Regions from separate parts of the Mus musculus genome. Here regions 1, 2 and 3 are each linked to region 4. Evidence: chromatin contacts called from public HiChIP or PLAC-seq and Micro-C data. All regions are on one chromosome and are shown on one strand. Each heading gives the region's core, a stretch centred on a gene start, on an enhancer-like site or on the middle of the called end of the contact. The rest is flanking DNA. Distances are from core to core; before and after follow the strand shown.

Region 1 (5,191 bases), core at 2,120-4,619, 200 kb after region 4:
AGCTAAGGCCCAGGCCAGACTACATAGTAAAGTTCCAGGCCAGCCTGGGCTACAGAAAAAACCTTGTCTCCAAAAGTCTACAAAACAGGAGCACGGGAAATGGCTCAGAGGTTAAGACCAATTGTTGCTCTAGCAGAAGGCCCAGATTGGTTCCCAACACTCACATAGTAGCTCAGAGCCATTCCTGCCTTAAGGGATCCAACCCCTTCTCCTTACTTCCACGGGCACTAAACACGGTGCACATACAGAGGCAAAACACTCATGCATAAAATAAATAAACATAAAATAAAATTTTAAAAAATAATACAAGTCTCTAGCGGCAAGGCAGGGGCATCTCTGTGGGTTCAAGGACAGCCAGAGCGAGAGAGACCCTGTCTCTGACTCAAAAAAAGAAAAGAAAAAAAGCAAGATATAATAGTGAGAAGACCTGACAGCTCCGCCCAGCTCAGCAGATAAAAGCACTTGCTGCCAAGTCTGAATTTGAGTTCAATACCCAAACCCCAGGTAAATAGAGACTGACTCCCAAAGTTGTCCTCTGACCTCCACACTCATACGCACGTGCACACATACACGCACATACACACACATACACACACACACACACACACACACACACACACAGTAAATGTAAAAATAAGTAAAATATTAATCCCAGCACTTGGGAGGCAGAGGCAGGCGGATTTCTGAGTTCAAGGCCAGCCTGGTCTACAAAGTGAGTTCCAGGACAGCCAGGGCTGTACAGAGAAACCCTGTCTTGAAAAACCAAAAAAAAAAAAAAAAAAAAAAGAAAAAGAAAAAAAAGTAAAATAAATACAATAAGAGACACACCCTTGCATTTTCATTGCCCTCATTGTAATACTATAATCAACTGGTTTACTGATTAGGCTACCAAGAACAATGGAGGTGTTTTTGGGCCAGTGGATAATTAAATCCAATTGTGTACAAGGCATCAATACTTCAACAAGTACTGAAACCTGACTCATAAATCTCTGCTGAGTGTGTTTCCATCAGTATATCCCCCCCCCCTTTTTTTTCTTTTTTTTTTGGTTTTTCGAGACAAGGTTCCTTTGTGTAGCCCTAGCTATCCTGAAACTCACTCTGTAGACCAGCCTGGCCTCAAATTCAGAAATCCACCTGCCTCTGTCTCCCAAGTGCTGGAATTAAAGGTGTGCGCCACCACTGCCTGGCAAGTATATTCGCTTTCATTTAAAAAGCCCCTGGAAGGGCTGGCGAGATGCCTCAGAGATTAAGAGCACTGATTGCTCTTCCAAAGGTCCTGAGTTCACAATCCCAGCAACCACCCGTAAAGAGATCTGATGCCCTCTTCTGCTGGGTATGAAGTCAGTTACAGTGTACCTATGTATAATGATAAATAAATCTTTGAGCCAGAGCAAGCAGGGACTGGGTGAGAGGGGCTGACCAGAGAGCAAGCAGTGTTAACCCGAGCGAGCAGAGGTCCTAAAAAGAAAAAAAAATTCATTTGCCAATAACCACATGAAGGCTCATAACCACATGTACAGCTACATAAATCCTTTTTTTTGTAAACCCCTGAAAGATGGTAGGTACTAGCTCAAAAAGCAATAGTTTTAATTACTTTAAGCTAAGTGTAAAACGAGATTATGACTGACTTAAAAATATCAGCTTTGAAGGAAATGGTATGGACCATCAGACTCCATCAATTGAAAAGCCATGAACATATTCCCCAAAGTGGAGAAAAAGTTACAAAGTTGCAAGTACCTGCATCATAGTACAGACAGATCCAGCCTCTTGCTTAGCAACTGCAGTGTTGTCTACAAAACACTCAGCCTGTCATAGTCAGGGCATGACAACTGTTCACCCTAAATCCATGTGCTCAGCTTGGATTCAGGATTGATTTATAAAAATAGCTGCTGCTGCTGGTCTTTGAATCTCTGCGCTGATGACTGGGCAGTGTTACCCTATAGGCCTAGAGCAGCTGTATTTCCCTTACCACACCCATCGCTCTGCCTACCCAGCCAAGCTGCCGGCAACCGCCCCCCTCCCGTTTGTCACCCTCCCACCCCCACCCCCCAACTCTACACCATACTATTCTCCCTCCTCCTGGGCTGAGTGAGCAAATTACAAGCACAAATATCCCCTGATGCAATGCCACAACCATCCCTGGGAAAGAGCAGAGGCAGTTGCCAAAAGCGCAGCAGTAGGAAAACGGGCGGGAGACACTCGCAGGGAGCAAGAAACACTGCAGAGGCCCTGGGGAGAAATTCTGTAACTGGACCAGCGGAGGGCAAGGAGAAAGGGGGATTCCAGCAAAAGGCTGGGTAACACTAATCTTGCCTGAGAAGTACAGGCTACAACTCCGCTCCAGGAGGGGGCGAGTTCTGGATTCCTAAAACACAAACCTGTGGGGAAATCAGCCTCTTCCCCTAAAGACCAAATGCATTTAATCTACACAATCCAAGAGATAAGCAAACCCTCCCCAAAACGCCCAGGAGGCAATCTCAAGTAAAGTTGAGTTCCGACAGTAACAGTCCAAAAGAGCTCGTCCCGGGTGCTAAAATAAACCACAATCTCTGCTCCGAGTAACGTTTCCGACAGCCGCTGCTAGCCCTGGTCCCTGTTTCCGGACTCCGCACCCTTAACGTGACCCCTTTTGCATTCCCGAAGCCAGACACTAGATGCGCGTCAGTCCCCAAAGTGTGCGGGACCCACGCACACAAGGGCTCGAGTTGGATTCTCCAGACCACCCCTCGGCCCCACCCATAACCCCCAGAAGGGACACGCAGAGCTCGCCTCAGTCCCCACATACACGGACGCCCCTCCTGAAGCCTGGAGAAACGACCCCGGCGTCCTTCTGCATCCCGAACCCCACCCAAGGGCCCAGGCTGCAGTCGACCCTCAGTGTCCCGGCTCAGCACATGCCCAGCCTGAGGCAAGCCCCTCGGCTCCACAACCTCCGAAGCCCTGATACAAAATCTCTCCGCCCGCCTCGCCCCCTACGGTCCCCTCAGAAGGCGTCTCAGAAACTCCGAAGGTCACGCCCGCAGGCCCCCCACCAGGCCCCCTCTCTCAACCACCCCGGCGTCCCGTAGGCGGACAGCCACCGCCCTTCCCCGCCTCGGGAGGGACCTGCGGGGTCCCCGGCGGCCACCGCGAGAACCTGGGCGGGAGTCGTGGAGGTTAGTGAGGAGGCCGACCCTCCGATCTCAATCACAGCCGCACCTACCCGCCGCCGCCGCCGAGCCCAAGCCGGAGCCGCAGGAAGCCGGGAGAGGGCAGAGAGGAGCCGGGAGCAGCCGGGAGGAGCCGCAGAAGCCACAGACCTAGCCGGAGGGGCGGGGCACAGGGAGGTGGCCGCTTCCTCGTCGCCCTCTTGAAGGCCGGCACGAAGGCGGAGCGTGCTCGCCGTCAGCGGGTGCCGCCCCAGCCAATGGGCGCCACCGAAGGGCGGGCCGAGGCGCCGCGAACCAATCCACGCCGGCCCCTACTCCTCGCCCTCTCCGTGGAAGCAGCACGAGTGGCGGACCGTTGGCGCGGCGCGCGTCGGGGGTCTAGACTGCGGCCTCCCGCCCGCGGATGCCTCAGCGAATGGCGAGGCTCAGGCCGCCTCCGCCGTTCTGAGAGGGCCGCCGCTTCCTTTTCCAGCAGAAAGGATGCTAGTGTCAGGCGCACGCGCCTGCGTACGGGTGGGCCTGAGTGGGCCCCGCCGGCCCTGACTGGTGGGCTCTATGATGTAATCTGGGAGGGGCGGGGGCGGGGCCTTGGGTTCACTGCTAACCGCGAGGAACTGACTGGGAGCTGAGGGCGCAGCTCATAGTAGCTGCCTGAAACGTGGCTGGACCAAGTTGAGAAGGAACATTGTTGAATGCAAAACTGATTATATGGGGCCGGGCGTGGTGGCGCACGCCTTTAATCCCAGCACTCGGGAGGCAGAGGCAGGCGGATTTCTGAGTTCGAGGCCAGCCTGGTCTACAAAGTAAGGTCCAGGACAGCCAGGGCTCTACAGAGAAACCCTGTCTCGAAAAACAAACAAACAAACAAGAAAAAACTGATTATATAATTGGGAGTGTATTTAGTAACTTAAATAATTTCATGTTTCTTTTAGTTTTTTTCTTTTTTCAACGTAGTTACTTGAAAACTTAAAGATCACCTTTGTTCTGTTTTGGGTTTTTTGCACAGTGCCTCCCACCATAGCGCAGGCTGGCCTGAAATTCACTTTGCATCACCCACCTCCCTCAGAGTGATGGCAATCCCTCAGCCTCAGCCTCCTGAGTGTTGAGATTACAAATTTGAGCCGCCATACACAGCTAAAATTACCTCCTCCTACTCTCCTCTCCCCGCCCCCCTCCTCTAGAGTGTCACTACGGTCACATTATATTGCCTGTGCATAGTACTGGTCCAGAAGAAATAGTGATACCCAACTCCTTTATGCTTATTCCATGATCCACATATCTTAATCATCACAAGAGCCCTACATGGTTAATATATCCTCAGTGCCCTTTGTAGTTTTAGTTATGAGCCTTATCTTTAATAGTTTAATTTTCTCTCCAGCACTCCTCATTCTCATTATGTTAACAGGCAAGTTTAGTAACACCACAGTGTCAACAAGACAATGTTTGGCTAGTGGGGCTTTAACTTCAGTAGCCAGGTGCTAGGATTGTAAACTCAGGCATATAGGGGTTACCAGGAGAACTTGGTTAGGAAGTACAGCTGTGCTTTTGTAGCCTTAGGAAAGGTAAGCCTCAGTTTCCTCGTTTATGAAAATTAGATAATAGTCACTCTCAATAAAGTTACTAATAGGATGCCAAAGGTAAAATACCATATTCCCGATGAAGTCTCAGCATGGCTAAACAAATTATGTAAACCTGTGGAAGACTTCTAAACCTTTCTGTATCGATATTGTGTAACAGTTTCCTCCAAGATTGGAACTTTCCATTAAGCAGGAAGGCCCTGAAACCATCTAGTTTTACTAGGCTACTTCCTGCCAGAGTTCAGCGTCCCTCTCAGAAAAGAAGACCTACGCAGTAAAGAAGATTCTCAGAAGAGCAAAAGTTGCAGACTCTTAAGACCAGACCAGCTGCCTGAGAGAAGCAGAGACCAGCCAAGCCGCCTGGAAGAGGTTTAGACCAGCCTTACTTACTCAACCCATTGAGTGGCCTGCAGGCTATGCAGTGTGCCCCAGTTTTCCCAATTTGTGAGTTGTTACCAGTATTGG
Region 2 (5,483 bases), core at 374-2,873, 150 kb after region 4:
TACAATATCCCTACATATATATCCAGAAAGATGAAGCAATTCTTTGCAAATTATAATATAATGTTACAGGTATACCAAACAATCATATAGGACAGGCAATTATAGAAAGATCTAATTGTATTTTAAAAGAAATGCTTATAAAACAAAAAGAAAGAATAAAGACCCTCTAGGATAGACTAAATAGTACTCTGTTTAAATTTCCTAATGTTAATGAGAAAGGAACAACAGCAGCTGAGAGACACAGGGTTATTTTTAAAAAATTGTGGAATTAACTCAGTCTATATACTATAAGGATGTATTAACATCAGAACGGAATCCAAGAATATCTTGCATTGGGGACATGGATTTGTTTATCTTTCTATAGGAAACAAAAAGCTGTGATAACATCAAACAAAGCTAAGAGTTGATCGGGAGATCTTCTGAGAAGATAACCTGACCAGTCACTGCCTTTGCCTTCGAGCCAAAAAATCCTGGTCAAGAGATCTTCGATCCTTAACCACTGAAAGGTCTATGAGCAGGACTTTGGTCTACAGCAATACAGAGGCCATCTACAATGCAGAGCAACAATAGGCCTATGTGAAGAATTTTAAGACAGACTGCTGAATACCACATCCTGCATGCCCAAGTCAGAACTATAAGTAAGCCAAAGGTTCACAGAACTGAGGGAAGAGAGATTAAGAGACTTTGACAAGGAACTCCAGAAAATAAGATGCTAGAAGATAAGACAGTCCAGGATTATAAATGGTTCAAGAAATACTCAAGTTAGCCAGACGTGGTGGCGCACGCCTTTAATCCCAGCACTCGGGAAGCGGGGACAGGCGGATTTCTAAGTTCGAGGCCAACCTGGTCTACTGAGTGAGTTCCAGGACAGTCAGGGCTATACAGAGAAACCCTGTCTCGAAAAACAAAACAAAACAAAACAAAACAAAAACAGAAAGAAAGAAAAGAAATGGATATAAAAAGGCAACAGAAGGGCTAGAGCATGACTGTTCTTCCAGGGGTCCTGAGCTCAATTCCCAGCAACCACATAGTGTCTCACAACCATCTGTAATGGGATCTGATGCTCTCTCCTGGTGTGTCTGACGACAGCGATAATATACTCACATACATAAATTTAAAAACTTAAATTAAAAAAAAAGAAAGAAAGAAAGAAGAGAAGAGAAGAGAAGAGAAGAGAAGAGAAGAGAAGAGAAGAGAAGAGCAGAGCAGAGCAGAGCCAAGTCAGCAGAGACAGAGCGCGGTAGAGCATTAGAGGAGGATTGGACTAGGGTCAGAGAAGAGTAGGGCAGAGTAAGTACAGTTCAGGTGGCAGAAGAGTAAAGTCAAAAACAGTGAAAGGTGATAATTGAGAAGGTGACAGTTGAGCCAGGAGAAGCTGAGCTGAGTCAGAAAAGATATTGTTAGAAGACAAGAGAAAAACCCACACAAAGAGAGAAAAAAGAAAATAGCTATAATTGAGGACAGCCAGGGCTACACAGAGAAGCCCTGCCTCAAAAAAAAGCAAAACAAAAAACAAAAAGGAAAGGGTTAAGGAGCCGAGTGGCAGCTGTGCTGTGAGCCAGGAGAAAGCTTCAGGCCAAGCAGAAAGACTGAGCACAGGCTCAGCGCAGCCAGACTCTTGCCAACATCACCCTCTTGTGGCAAATTTGGCAGACTGCACTATTTCATTAAGGCCAAGTCACATGCAGTCTGTCCACTAGTCTGTCCAGACTGACTGACATCCTCTAACCTATCCTCTGTACTCTGCACATGACCTGAAAACGCTGGACCAAGGCTCATCCTTGAGGAGCGCTATCCTAGACTAATTTCCTTATATTTTTTATGTAGACCAGGCTAGGTTGGATCCACCTGCCTTCCAAATGCTGGGATAAAAGGCATGTACCACCACCTAACTTTTTATTCTACAAAAATGCTAGCCTCAAAGAACTTAGTCTTAATTTCTATCTTACAAATGGGACACAGAATAAAGTCTTAAGCGAACTGCCCACAAACTTGCTAACTGCTTGTGGAAGCCAACAATGAGTAAGGTACTCACTAGCATAAGACAGCCACAGAATCTGTTACTGCTATTTGAAAGGCATGCAAGGGCGAGGCACAGAGTACTGATAATAAACTCCTAGGCATTGGGCAGTTTAGGAGTAATCAGGGAAGAGCAATACATCTGGAAACAATTTCAAACGCAGTAGACAACAAGCAAGCCACTGCACCCACTCATGAAATGCATCCCTCAGGCCGGACATGATGGCGCACGCCTTTAATCCCAGCACTCGGGAGGCAGAGGCAGGCGGATTTCTGAGTTCGAAGCCAGCCTGGTCTACAGAGTGAGTTCCAGGACAGCCAGGGCCACACAGAGAAACCCTGTCTCGAAAAACAAACAAACAAACAAACAAAAAAGAAAAAAAAGAAATGCATTCCTCGCTTTAACAGAAAAGGATTCTTAGGGGGCGCTGGTGCCATCATGTTTATTTAAAAAAAATTGTACATAGGGAAAAAAGCAACTTTCCTTTTCATCAACTAATCTCATTTTATGTTTTGAGATGAGGTTTCTTGTAGCCCAGGTTATCCTTGAAAAGCCTATGTAACCACCTTAATTTCTTTATCAAGCTAGGATCTCATAGGTGTGGATGACAATGCATGGTTTACCGCTCACTTTTTAGTTAAAGACAGGGTGGTCATTTAAGAATTAAAGGAAATAAAGTCAACTACTGTTCTATTACACGCATAGCTCATTCAGCTGCCCCCTCTATATCTAGATATGAGGACAATGCTTTAAACTTCCCTTGATTGGCCCGAGCCTACAATCAAACAAGTGAGAACCTAACCAAGCCTGCTCCAAAAACAAAACACAAACTCAAGGTGTATACCTCGACTTTGAGCACCCAAAAAAAAAGTAAAATCAAACACAAATGATGAGGGTTAATAAATCGGCCTTGAGGAACATGCTTACAATCCCAACACAGAGAAAGCTGAACCAGGAGAGCCAAAGCTCCAGAACAGCATAGGCTACACCTTAAGACCCAAAGTAACAATAAGTCTTTAGAGCTCTTCTTCCATAATGCCTAAAAACTATTCCAAGTAACTTACTTGTGGTTAGAGATGACCCACTGTCTAAATTCACTTATTGCTATAGCACAGAATCCAAATTCAGTTCTCAGAACCCATGTAGGGCAGCTTACAACTGCTTCTAATAACTCCAGGCACCTTATGGTCTCCAAACATAGCATAACTCATACAAATACATAAACATAAATGAAAATAAGATAAAATAAATCCTTTTCATTTCTCTTCTTTGTTTTGTTGTTGTTATTTAATATAGGGTTTCTGGGCAGTCCTGGAACTAGCTCTGTAAATCATGTTGGCCTTGAATGTAGAGATCCACCTGCTTCTGCCACCTGAGTGCTGGGATTAAATCAATGCACCAACACTGATTGGCTATAAATCTTTTTCTTAAAACATACTGGTTCTTGGGACTGAGTGATGACTAAGTGTTTAAGAACACCTGGTGCTTTTGCAAAAGATCTAGGTTCGGTTCAAAGTTCCCACATAGGAGCTTAGAACCATCCTTACTATACAGCAGTTCGGGGGATCTAGCACCCTCTTCGGGCCTCTACAGGCACCAGGCATGCACACAGCACACATATACTGGCAGGCAAAACACTCAATATACATTTAAAAAGAACTGTGTTGGCGGGGCTACAGAAATGGCTCAGAGGTTAAGAGCACTTGTTGCTCTTGCAGAGAACTCAGTTTCAGTAATCAGCACCTGTATAAAGTGTCCCATAAATAGTCACAAACCCAGTTCCAGTAGACTCAACAGGTATGCATGTAGCATACCCATACACCCACACAGACAAAACCTTCACACACATAATACAATCTTTTTTAAATATTTAGATATATTGATTCTTACTTTTACATTATTTTATTATTACTATCATTATTTTGCATGCATGGATGTTTATGCATCACATGCAGAGGCCATAAAGGGGCACTGGAAATTGTACTGGCTGGCTTTGTGTGTCAACTTGACACAAGTTGGAGTTATCACAGAGAAAGGAGCTTCAGTTGAGGAAATGCCTTACAGCTGGATCTCATGGAGGCATTTCTTCAACTGAAGCTCCTTTCTCTGTGATAACTCCAGCCTGTGTCAAGTTGACACACAAGACCAGTAAATTTGTACCAGCATAGTGGTGTATTCCTGTGACAACCTGATAATGTTTTGGGGAGGACTGTGGAAGGACTTTGGGCTAGAAGAGCCATTGAAGCGGATATTCTGTAGGAGCTTGGAAGATAATGTTGAGAACAGTGCAAATGATGGAGGCCAGCCTTGTAAAATTTCAGAGGAAAGACTCTTATCAGGGTCGTGATGTTTTGATTGTGAAGATTCTGTGGTTTTGGTTAGCTGGGGCTGAAGAATCGGCTGTGATTAACAAGATACCAGAACTACTAAAGCAAATCTTTGTGTTACTGGGACTATTGATGCTGGTTAGCTGGAACTAAGAAATTAGTGTTAATTAAGAAGAGACCAGCATCACAGAGGTGAAATCTTCTGGGAAGTGTTTTTTGAGAGCTGTTTTCCAGAGATAGCCAAGGATGTACTTCATGCTGCAGCTGGACTTGGTAATGTATAAGAGTCACCCAGGTGGTACTGGTTATGAGACATGAAGGGGTCATGAAGAGCAGCTGAGGCCCAGCACTGTGAGAAGTCATGAAAGGCTATTGGTGTAGGTGCAGCTTCAGTTGCAATTGATGGCCCAAAACCATTGTGGGGTCATGCAAAAGAGTTGAAGAGAGCCTATGAGTGGATCCTATTACTTCGGATCCTATTACAGTTGGTTGAGAGCCATCATGTGGTTGCTGGGATTTGAACTCAGGACCTTCAGAAGAGCAAACAGCCAGTGCCTTTACCTGCTGAGCCATCTCACCAGCCCATACTTCCCTATTTTTACCCATTTGTATCAGTCCTAAACTGTGGGAATATAAACCAGTTATAAGAAAACAGAAAATTAAGAAATAAGCTTCTGCCAGGCAGTGGTGGCAACGCCTTTAATCCCAGCACTTGAGAGGCAGAGGCAGGCAGATCTCTGAGTTTGAGGCCAGAGTGAGTTACAGGACAGCCAGGGCTATACAGAGAAACTGTGTCTTGAAAACAAAAAAAGGAAAGGGGAAGGGGAGGAAAGGGAAAAAGAAAAAGGGAAAGGAAAGGAAAGAAAGAGAGAGAGAAGGGGAAGAAAGGGAAGGAAAGAAAAGAGAAAAGAAATGAAAAGAAGTAAGCTTCTTCAAACTCTGCAGAGAATCCGTTGAGTGGGAGGAACACCACAGCTACCCATTAGCTTCCACAATATTAGGCCTTACCACTTCCTATTGAATTTCCCTTATTTTCATGTGAGTCAGTTAAAGGACCACTGTGAACTATTTTCCATTAAGAAATCCAATTTTCTCCTTGGAGCCAATATTTATGTGAATATGGTAAGATCTTCTAC
Region 3 (5,227 bases), core at 1,801-4,300, 200 kb before region 4:
CAGGACAGGCCTAGCTATAAATAGAAACTCTTGAAAAAAAAATGTGGCTATACAAACAAAATAATATAATTCGATCTGAGAAAGGAATGAAATGTAATAAACAATACATGAATGAACCTTCAAATCAAGGTGAAAGAAACCAGACTCAAAAGAAAGACCTGGGGCCGGAGGGAACGTTCAGCAGTTAAAGGTACCTGTTCTTGCAGACTGTCAGGTTTGGCTTCCAACACACACATGGTTGTTCACAACCATGCCTAATTCCAGTTCCAGGGCATCTGATAGCCTCTTCTGACCTCTGAGGGCACCAGGCATACATATGGTACACATACAAACATGCAAGCAAAACATTCATACACATTAAACAAAAGTGAAATAATCTAAAAAGCATAATTACAATTCTCCTCAGATGAGAGAACTTATCACAAGCAAGCTCACAGAAAAAAAGAGTACAACAGAGGTTGCCAGCAGTAGGCGGCACAGGAAATATGGACTGTTTAATGGGGACAGTTTCTGTGTACAATAATTAAGAAGTTCTGAAAATGGGTAATAATGACAGCTATACAACACTGTAAGTATATTTAATATCCCTGACTACTCTATTTAATCATTAAAATTGTACATTTTATTTTATATATTATTTTCCACAAATTTTAAAAAAAATTAAAAATTAGAAAAGTCTAACAAGCCAAGTGGGGAAGAGGAGAGAAAGAGAGCCGTGCCGTACTGAGATGTGCCATCTTGGACACAGGCTGCTTCCTCCACTCATACCACCTCCTCTTCCACCTCCCATTTGCTAAGAGAACAATAGAGAGACTATGAAGCCAGTGGGCACATCTGCAGGAAAACACGGACTGTTGTCGGGCAAACAAGTTCGCATACAGGCACAGCCCCTAACTGGCCAGTGAGAAAACTTGCCTGAAATTCACCCTATAGACTAACACTATCATCTCATCTGTTCATTACGGAACTTTAGATAAGCTGTGCCCAACAGCCAGAGCCTTGAAAAATTCCACAAATATTACCCACAAGGATCACTTTAGGTGGCTAAAGTCACCCGGATCTTGTTTCTTTAGCCAACTCAGAACAGTGGTAAGTTCCAGGGTCAGGAGCTCGTATGGCAGAATCCGGAAGACACAGTTTGAAGGCCTGATTCTCCATGCACACACTGGATGACCCTGGAAACTGGTTCCACGGGAAAGAGAATGAAAACCACACATGCGGTATTTGTCGCAGCCAACAGAAGGATACAGACTGTCAAAGTGAGCAAAGTGCACATGAATTCTAGGCTCGCCGAGATGAGTATCTGGAGTGATCCTGAACTGTGGCAACTCTAACCAACCACATTAACAAATACAAACGGACGGCAGGCATGGTCCCTTTCCCAACAGGACAGTTAAGCAGCTTACATATGGCCTCAGGCAAATCACAATTTTTATGGTTCTGTGTTCTAGCCACAAACTAAGAGTAAAGGTTTTGTGCCCATCTCAGGACAGTAATCTAAATGGGTGGTAGGGTTCCCAAACCGTGACTTTTAAAGCACATGGAAACATCTGGAGAGGTACTTCCCACCCGCCCCCCCCCCCCCACACACACAGTAACAAGAGAGTATTCAACAACAACGGAGTTTCAAGTAAGGGGAAGCCAGTTCTTGCTTTTCAACCTGACCAAAGAATGAGTGCCGAGCAGGAGCAGGAGCACACACATCTGCTATCCCACATATTCAGGAAACCGAGGCAGGAGGATGAAACTTTGTGGTCAGCCTGGGCAATGAAGCCCAACTCAAAATAAAAAGCCACAGGTGTTACTCAGTGGCAGACCAATGCCCTAGGCACACGTCCCCAAGTAACTTAATAATGAGTATAGGAATAATGTTTATACTTGTATTTCCTGTTGGTCGTTAAAAAAACAATACAAACAAAATATTTGCCAAGCAGAAACGCTGCAAATATATAAAAAGCCTTTAGATTTGAAATACATTAGCATATACTTCATAACATACAATCTTCACTTGAGCATCACACAGGTTACACCTAAAATGCATTCAGCACTAACTAGATACACTTGATCCTGACTCTAAGAAAAGCTTTAATGTTTAGCACACCTTGAGATGGCTGCACACTGCATAAGCAAACTCTACAAACGCACCCAAACGCATCATTAAAGACTGTTCCTATGTCGACTTCACAAGAATTACTACAAGATCATCATGAACTTATTTATTCATCGCTTCCGTCACCATAAGAGATAAATAAGCTAAACTAAGGAAGACTACCTCCAGGACCCCACTCCCACTCCCACCCCTCACCCGCCGCCACCTGTGGCTCACTGCCCTCCTCTTCATCGCCACCATCTGCACAACTTTCTGAGATGCAGTGTGGACCCGGGACTCGCTGCAGCTAGCGCTATCCCATTATAACCCTGATGCAACAAAACCACCTGGAAGTAAACATAAGCAACATAAGCGAGCAAAGTTTAGGTTTAAGCAACACATAAAACCAGAAACCGAGCACTCCCAGCAGAGAATCTACATGTTGCCTGGCTATCGGATCTTCGGAAAGAGGCAGGACTGAGTCACAGGGTCTAGCCCTCACCCAGACAACCCCAGACAACCCCAAAGCAGGATCCAGCGGCGAGCCTACCTGCCTGAGCTCACTCAGCCTGAACCCATCGCGACCCAGGCAGCTCGGCCCGGGCGGGGGCGCGGTCGGGAAGGGGGACGCGAGACCGTCCGGCCCCCAGCTCCAGACTGCGGTCTCCGGAGCCGCGCCTCGGGCTGCTGGACAGCGCCCACGCCCGCGCGCCCCTGCCCGGGCTCGCCCGCATCCCGGAACTCCCGGGCACGAGCGGCGCGAGGCCGGCGCCGGGGCCCAGCCGCACCGTGCAGACGCGCGCTGAGGTACCTGTGGCAGCGAGGCAGCTCCCGGGCGGCGGCGACCGAGCGGCGGAGAACGGCCTGCGCGCTCCTGGCCCGCGGTCCGGTGTTTGGAGCCCGCCCTCTCCCTCCCGGCCGCCCGGCGCCCGCGCAGCTCCCCGCCCCTTCACCTCTCAACTCCTACCTTTCCCCTCCCGCTCCGCCGCCCTCCACACGTGCTCCCGGCGGCGTGCGCATGCGTAGTCTGGCACTGCCAACGGCTCGGGTTCGCCCCCTGGTGGTCCCCTGCCACACAACTGCGAGAGGAAGTACTGGAGTTGCCTGTGGCCTGGAAAAAGGTGGCTAGTAGCACTTCAGAGTTTTGACAGCATCACTGTCCTGGGAAGTGATTGAGAACATGCACAAGAGCTCGTGTTCCATGCTTTATAGTGCCAAAGGATTAGAAGCGGGGCTGGGTGTATGGCTCAGTGGTAGAGAGCTTGCCTGAGACGCTAGGGGCCCTGGGTTTGATCCACAGCAGCATCAAAAAGAAAAACAAACCAGGGAATTAGAAGCAACTGAGCTAAATAGCAAGTGTATTCAGTTGATGAACTAGGTATAGGAGCCTCCAACACCAAGGATGTTAAATGAGCACTTATAATGAAAGCTAGTTCAAAACCAAGCTGGTGTTAGGATTCCATTTTTGTTAAAAATACAATGCATAGGGTAAAGTGGAAGATATATACTCAGTGTTTATTCCCACGTAGAGGAACTATGGGTGTCTGAGTCTCTTCCACCTTCTGAACTGCCACCAGTCGACTTGCACATGTAACGGATTATGCTGAGTGACTGCTCTGGTAAATGCTGAGTTAAGCATATGGTGTGTGTTCTCTCATTTGGCCTTGGGGAAAGTGAGGTTCCAGACACTCAGCAACAGCACCAACCCTGGTTGCTATGTTTCCATTTGTCCTCAGGCCTGCCTGTGGAGAGATCTCAACCACACTACCAATGTCTTGACTCTCTGAGTGTCACAGGTCAGAGTGGCCACCTGCCCCCATCTTGCTACCTTAAACATACTTCTTTCGTGTCACTCTTGCTCACCCCCAAGGCATACTAAGGTAGAACAGACCCTGTACCTGCCCTCAAGGGCACCAGTGGTGGGGGAAGAGAAAATATAAGTATAGTCACCGTGCAAAACAAATCAGAGGTGGCCACTTCAGCCTTTGGAATAGGGTTATTCTATAAAGCAGGTTTCTGGTAGAGATGTAACTCAGTTGATATACTGCTTGCCCAGCCTTGAATATGAGCCTTAACCCCCAGCAAACTGGCAGTGGTGGTGAAAGACTCCCCAGAGGAGCCTCTCGCTCAGGCCTCAGGATAATAGCAGACACCCAAGAACTCACGATAGACCAAGCTTGATGCAAACCACATGAGGCTTTATTCGGGGAAAGCCAGAGCTCTGGGGATGACTCATATCCCACGCAGGGTTAGAGGAGTCGACCTCGAGGGGAAAGAGGTCCCAGTTTTTATAGGCCCTCAGGGGGGAAAGGAGAAGGGGAGAGTGGGGGGATTTCCAGATCTAAACAATTCTCAAGAAATGGGTATGGGAGGGGTACAAGGAAAGAGTCTGGTGCAGGGGCAGCAACTCAGGATTGGCCCGGTTGTGGTTGCTGGGGAGATTTTCTGACTCTTTCTCAGCAACCAATATCACAAACACCTGGCAGTGGGCTTCATCAGTGGGCACACACATGGGTTCAAGGAATGGTCAAAACATTGGCAGACACACAAGTTCAAGGAGTGGCCAGAGCATTGTGCACCTCTATTTTTCTAAATCAGTGAAGCTAGTTCTGCTAACAGTGACATCTATCTTGCCAATTTCAGGGCTTCTGTGACCTTTTACATTCTGTTAGGATCTTTCAGTGGGTCACACCTATGTCAGCCCTTAGGAGATGCAGGCAGGAGGAACAGAAGTCCAAGGTTCCAATTTGAGGCCAGTCTGGTACATAAGTCTGGCCCCCACAAAGATAAGAAAATGCAGCCCACTGGTAGGGCCTAGCATCAAGGCCTTGAGCTCAAACCTCAGTAATAAAAATAAAATTTATTTTTTTACGTGGTGTATTTTGTTGCTCTGACTCTTGTTGATGGACATGGAAATGCAAACCAAATATACCCTTTGTTCCCCGAGTTGATTTAAAAAAAAAAAAAAGAAAAGATGTACTTTTTTTTTTAAAAGATTTACTTATTTATTATATGTAAGTACACTGTAGCTGTCTTCAGACACACCAGAAGAGGGTGTCAGATCTCATTACGGATGGTTGTGAGCCACCATGTGGTTGCTGGGACTTGAACACTGGACCTTTGGAAGAGCAGTCGGGT
Region 4 (5,471 bases), core at 2,654-5,153:
GCACTCGGGAGGCAGAGGCAGGTGGATTTCTGAGTTCCAGGCCAGCTTGGTCTACAGAGAGTTCCAGGACAGTCAGGGCTATACAGAGAAACCCTGTCTCAAACAAACAAACACCTCCTCTGTACAAGTTGTTCCCCCTTCTCCCTATATTGCCTGGCAATAGTAAGGGAAATCAACTAAAAGCAACACCTAAAAGTACAGAAACTGGAGATGCCTACTAACAAGTTCATGCACTTACAGGTAGTTTGGTGAAAGCTGGGTTGGTGACATGCTTCCCAAAGGCATCTTCTTGGAACTGTAGAAGCTGCACCACCAGTCCAGCTAGTGTTTTATTGGTAGGAGCATCTGCATGAACATACTGCAAGATAAAGAAAGACATGGATTTAAAACCTGGTACAGCTAATGCTGGAGAGAAAGCTATGTTATGTTAGTTCCTAGTACTTACTAAGTAACAGTACCATAGCACCACATTTTAGGTGTACAAAGTTCATTCTCCACTATAAAGAATCATAAAAACCCATCATGTACATACTTAGAGGCAGAGCATAAATGCTAATGAGATGGCTCAGCAATCAAGACTATATGCTCTTACCAGCACCCAAATGACAGTTCAGAAATGTCTGTTAACTCCAGTTGGAGATCCCACGACCTCTTCAGGCCTGAGGATACCAGTCATGTATGGAGTACACAGACATACTCGCAGGAAAAGCACCCATAAACACACACCCACACACAAAGAAAACCAGGCTGGAGAGATGGCTCAGTGGTTAAGATGCTCTGCCAAAGGACCAGCACCAACATGGCGGCTCACATCTATATCCACAGTGCAAGAAGATTCAACACCCTCACAGAGACATACATGCAAATTAAAAACAATACACATAAAGTAAAAATAAACAAATCATTTAAAAAAAGGAAAACCAATGGTAAAGACAGGAAGTAGTTTTGTGACAGGGGAAGTGTAACTAATGAATTAACTGCAAAACCTTTGATAGAGCTGGAGGGAAGGCTCAGCACTTGAGTCCATGGCTGCTCTTCCAGAGCACCTACATTCGATTCCCAGCACTCCATGGCAGCTCAAAACCATGGTCCAGATGATCCAAAGCTCTCTTCTAGATTAGACATACACCAGACAAACTCTGGTACAGAGACATGCACGCAGGCAAAACAACCACACAGAGAAACTAAAACCAAAACTTTTTTTTTTTTTTGAGTCCACCACTGTGGCTCATCCTCATAATCCCAGAACTCTAGACTTGAAAGCAGGATCTGCGGCCCACAAAAGGAGCTCTGGGGCTTCGGAGCAGTGAGTTTTGGTTTTTTGTTTTGTTTTTGGAAGTGAAGTCTTATAGCCCAGGCAGAAAGAAAAGAGACCTTTCATGTCTCACTTGTTTCATATTAATTGCTGATATTTAAATTTCTGTTCTAGTGCTGAAGATGGCTCAGAGGATAAAAGACTGCTTACTGTTCTTCCCAAAGACCAGAGTTCAGGTCCCAGCACCCGGATAATACAGTTTACATCCGGGTCCAAGGAATGAGACGCCCTCTGCTGGCCTCTGTGGACACTGACATGCATGTTCCGCACACAAAGAAACCTTTACATTTGTATGTCCTAAATACACTGTAAAATGCAATAGAAATAATTAATGAACCAGTGTGTGGCCCATGCCTACAATCCTAGGCGAAGACAGGAGGCAGCTCTTTCTAAGTCTGAGGCTAGTCTGGACTAAATAGTGAGATGGTGTCAGAAACGGGAGAGCAGGGAGAGGAGGAAGAGGACAAAGTGTAAGGTACACCAAGCAGAAATAAGTCAACTGTATTTCTGACTTCAAAGCTTTAGAGACATGACCACTTCTGAAAACACCAGTGTATTACCAAAGCAACCCAAGCTCCCTGTCAAACACAAATAGGCTTCACTAAGCTGCAGACACTGAATGAAATGGTTCAGACTAGTCTGTCCCTTTTTAGTTTTTTAAGACAGAGTCTGATATTGGTACTTGAGGCTTGTCTTAACCTTCCATCCATACAAAGGATGGCCTTGAACTTCACACCTCTCAAAAGACTGCAGCAGAGAGCCACCAATGCCTGGTTTTGGTGGCTCTCTGCTGGGTGCTGGGGTTCAAACTCTAGACCTAACCCATGCTAAACAAACACTCTACAAACTGATTTAAATCCCCAGGTCCTAGTTTAACTTTTCATTCATTCAACAAACACTAAACAACTATTATGCAAGGTGAGACAGTTAAATGTCAACTATGAGCCAGGACATGGAGATGCATTTTCAGGCTTGTAAATCTCAACACCCACTCTGGGTCCGCAATGGGGTAACCACTACTACTTAATTTAAGAGTAGAGGAAGTGTTTTGGATGTTTCATCATATCAACTAAGGGATTCATTTTTCAACATTTATATAAAGGTGAAATTTTACTAGAGGTATTATTGGGGCCAGTGAGGTGGAAACACATGGGTAAAAGCACTTGTCACAAGCATCAAGATCTAAATTCAAGCCGGGTGGCCCATGCCTTTGATCCCAGCACTTGGGAGGCAGAGGCAGGCTGATTTCTGAGTTCGAGGCCAGCCTGGTCTACAAAGTGAGTTCCAGGACAGCCAGGGCTATACAGAGAAACCCTGTCTCTGAAAAAAAAAAAAGTATCTAAGTTCAATTCCTGGACCAGTATGGTGTTCGAGGAGAATTGATTTGCTTAAGTGGACATGAAAACAGGAGTTGTGTGTACCCCTCCAAAGTAAATAGTTGTAATTCTTTTTAAAGTGTCAACAAAGGGTTAATTCACGACTTTTGTAAAACAACTGACTCAGCAGAATTTGCATTCTAAAGTACGGGAAACACACTTTTCCCAAAAAAATTAACATTGCAAAAAATATATATATGATAAAAACTAAGCTCTCGCCAGGTGTGGTGGCGCATGCCTTTAATCCCAGCACTTGGGAGGCAGAGGCAGGAGGATTTCTGAGTTCGAGGCCAGCCTGGTCTACAAAGTGAGTTCCAGGACAGCCAGGGCTACGAAAAACAAAACAAACAAACAAAAAAACCTAACTCTCGCTTGTACTCACATCCTTACACACCACCTAAAGTACAATGAAGTGGAAAACCAACACTTTTAATAGTTCTATATCAATTGTACAATACAAGGTTTAAACCTACATGAATCCACAAGGCCAGTCATCCAAGGTCCCCTACTAATCCACATAGGGTAGCAAGCCCTTAGTTACCTAGACGCTCAACAACTGGTCTCTAAACAAAACTTCAAGATACTTTTATTAGGATGGGCTCTTTGTTCACACACCTAAGGCAGCTAACAAAAGAACAGAAACACACGCTCTGCGACTCTGTCCAGTTCCACCTCTCCTGCACATAAGAGAGAGTGAGATGGGGCTTCCCACGCGAGTACGTGGGCCCCAGAGAGCCAGCAGCTGGGGCCAGGTCGCCGCGTGCCTAGTCGCCCGCGGGGGCGTGGCAAGCGCCGAGCCGGCCTTTGTTGTCCCTCGTGGCGCGCGGAGGGGGGGGGGGAGGGGCGGCCCCAGACATGCGAAGCGGGCAGCCACCATCAGCCCCCGTCGCGTGGCTCCTCGGTCCCCACGGGCGCGCGCGAACCCACCTTCTTGTAGTGCTTGCCCAGCCAGACTCGCACCGAATCTAGCTGGGACACCGTGTCCGGGCTCTCCCAAAACTTGCTGGCCGGGCCCCCGTCCTTCCTCCGGTACACGGCCAGCCCGGAGGCCGCCGCCGCACCCCCTGCACCCACGGCGCCTGCTGCTGCTCCCGGACCGCCACCCGCTGTCGCGGCCATAGTCACCGTCCGTCGTGTCTACCGCCCGGCCTAGCCTGGCCCTCGCGGCGTTTCCCGTTCGCACCCGCGCGCGCGCGCGCAGATGCCACCTCCTCCTCCTCCTCCTAGCCCCGCCCAGCCAACCCTCTTCCGGCGCCGAGGCGCGGCCACGCCCCTTCTGGACCCTAAAGCTGCAACGAACAGGCACTGAGAGCGGGCGTACGCATGCGCAGCACGCCGGTAGTCCCCTACGGACTGAGGCTGCCCGCCTTTTCCTCTGGTCTCTCGGAACTGAGCCTCAGCCTCTGCTGTTGGTAGACACTACGAATGACTCTTCCGGGCCCCGTTTGTCTATTCGTTAGGCGGTCAACAATCTCAAGGAGGTTCTGTATCTCTACTAGAAAAAGCGGTCTAGGGTGTGCAGTGCGAGCCGAGCCCCACCCCACCCCACCCCCCCGCGTACCCGCCCCCGAGCGCTAGTAAGCAATTCCTGCTAGTCCCGGAGGCCGCGTCGGTTTGGGGACCTGCATTAAAGACCTAGTCTTTCTTGGGGCTTCATTAATGTTTCTCGAACCACATCAGATGGTTTCTGCTTAGTCGGCCTAGCTCCAGCTACTTCTGCGACCTGGACATTATCTTCCTTTGTGATTCGCACTCTCTCAAATTCATCACTTTAAAAGTATTCCAGAAAACCAGTCCCTGAGTGAACAAGTGATCACAATTACCCAACGGTTTTTTTTGTAGCTCTCTCTTCAACCTGGTGTTTTTATCATCCGCGTTGGGAACTGGACGCTTTATCTACATTTGAAGGCTATATGAAGGCTGAAAGTTTACATTGTAAACAATGTATTGGCTGTATTGGAAACGTGAACATGATATGTTCACGAAGCTCCAAGTGAGGAGGTGTGATGAGTTTATAGACCTTAAAAAAAAATGGAGATAGCCTAGAAGATGTAGTGTGCACGCCTTTAATCCCATAAGGTAGAAGCAGGAGGTTTTCTGAGTTCCAGGCCTGCCTGATGTACATAGAGCTTGAAAGCCAGGACAACCAGGGCTACAGGAAACCCTCCCTGCCTGAACAAACAAAAGAGACTAGTTGTCTCAGGTTATGTATTTGGCTCAGTTCTTAAAAAGCTTGGCAACCTGAGTTGGAACCCCAGAATTCTCATAAAAGTAGAAGGTGAAATTCTTCACGAAGTTACACCCTGACTGTGTACTGTGGCACACATACATCACCCATACCTAATTCTGGGTGGTAGTAATCCTAGCACTCAGGAGGTCGCTGACTTTTAGGCCAGCTTGTTACCATAGTGAGTTCCAAGACTACATACAGAGACCCTGTCTCAACAACAAAATGGAGCAGGGCAGTGAAATGGCTCAGCGGGTAATGCCAATAGTGACGACCTAAATTCAATTCTGGAACTGGAACAATGGAAGGAGAGAACCAACCAACTAACTTGTCCTCTGACTTCTACAGGCAGCCTGGAATGACATGCTTGTCATGGCACATTCACACCCACAGACATAAGCAACATAAAGTAAATGCATAAATGTAATTTAAAAGTTCTTTTAAAGCCGGGCGTGGTGGCACATGCCTTTAATCCCCAGCACTCCAGAGGCAGAGGCAGGCCAATTTCTGAGTTCGAGGCCAGCCTGGTCTACAGAGTGAGTTCCAGGACAGC

What was found. A called contact is a pair of places that touch in the nucleus more often than the background predicts. HiChIP or PLAC-seq counts read pairs in DNA pulled down with a chosen protein or histone mark.
Region 1: a contact with region 4 is called in a Micro-C map of embryonic stem cells, with 5 times the contacts expected there. The contact joins the promoter of Map4 here to the promoter of Smarcc1 in region 4. A contact is called at or near these places in 3 of 39 promoter capture datasets (macrophages, neutrophils and pre-B cells), 5 of 484 Hi-C or Micro-C datasets (CD4 T cells, embryonic stem cells and muscle stem cells), 1 of 115 datasets of contacts at active chromatin or transcription factors (memory CD8 T cells) and 2 of 9 other capture datasets (adipose tissue and liver).
Region 2: a contact with region 4 is called in an H3K27ac HiChIP or PLAC-seq map of trophoblast stem cells, with 17 read pairs. The contact joins the enhancer-like site here to the promoter of Smarcc1 in region 4. A contact is called at or near these places in 6 of 39 promoter capture datasets (3T3-L1-derived adipocytes, the C10 cell line, the HPC-7 cell line and 3 more), 2 of 115 datasets of contacts at active chromatin or transcription factors (bone marrow-derived macrophages and trophoblast stem cells) and 3 of 9 other capture datasets (adipose tissue, liver and pancreatic islet).
Region 3: a contact with region 4 is called in a Micro-C map of embryonic stem cells, with 6 times the contacts expected there. The contact joins the promoter of Scap here to the promoter of Smarcc1 in region 4. A contact is called at or near these places in 3 of 39 promoter capture datasets (the C10 cell line, the HPC-7 cell line and erythroid cells), 1 of 484 Hi-C or Micro-C datasets (embryonic stem cells), 1 of 115 datasets of contacts at active chromatin or transcription factors (memory CD8 T cells) and 1 of 9 other capture datasets (adipose tissue).

What each region holds. Positions count from the first base shown.
Region 1 is chr9:109,929,952-109,935,142 of GRCm38.p6, reverse strand. It overlaps Map4 (microtubule-associated protein 4), which reads right to left and starts at 3,369. Exons shown (of 19, transcript NM_001205330.1): 1 at 3,203-3,369.
Region 2 is chr9:109,981,786-109,987,268 of GRCm38.p6, reverse strand. All of the region lies in intron 2 of Map4 (microtubule-associated protein 4), which reads right to left. Among named protein-coding and RNA genes, the nearest start is that of Map4, 53 kb to the right of the region's middle. Within about 2 kb of position 1,623, at least 51 of the 459 cell types and tissues checked have an H3K27ac peak or open chromatin away from gene starts, as enhancers often do. A contact at or near this core is called in hippocampal neurons and trophoblast stem cells, where this site is marked.
Region 3 is chr9:110,331,179-110,336,405 of GRCm38.p6, reverse strand. Scap (SREBF chaperone) reads right to left here and starts at 3,050. Exons shown (of 23, transcript NM_001001144.3): 1 at 2,901-3,050.
Region 4 is chr9:110,130,456-110,135,926 of GRCm38.p6, reverse strand. Smarcc1 (SWI/SNF related, matrix associated, actin dependent regulator of chromatin, subfamily c, member 1) reads right to left here and starts at 3,903. Exons shown (of 28, transcript NM_009211.2): 1 at 3,619-3,903; 2 at 239-358. The coding sequence starts at 3,810.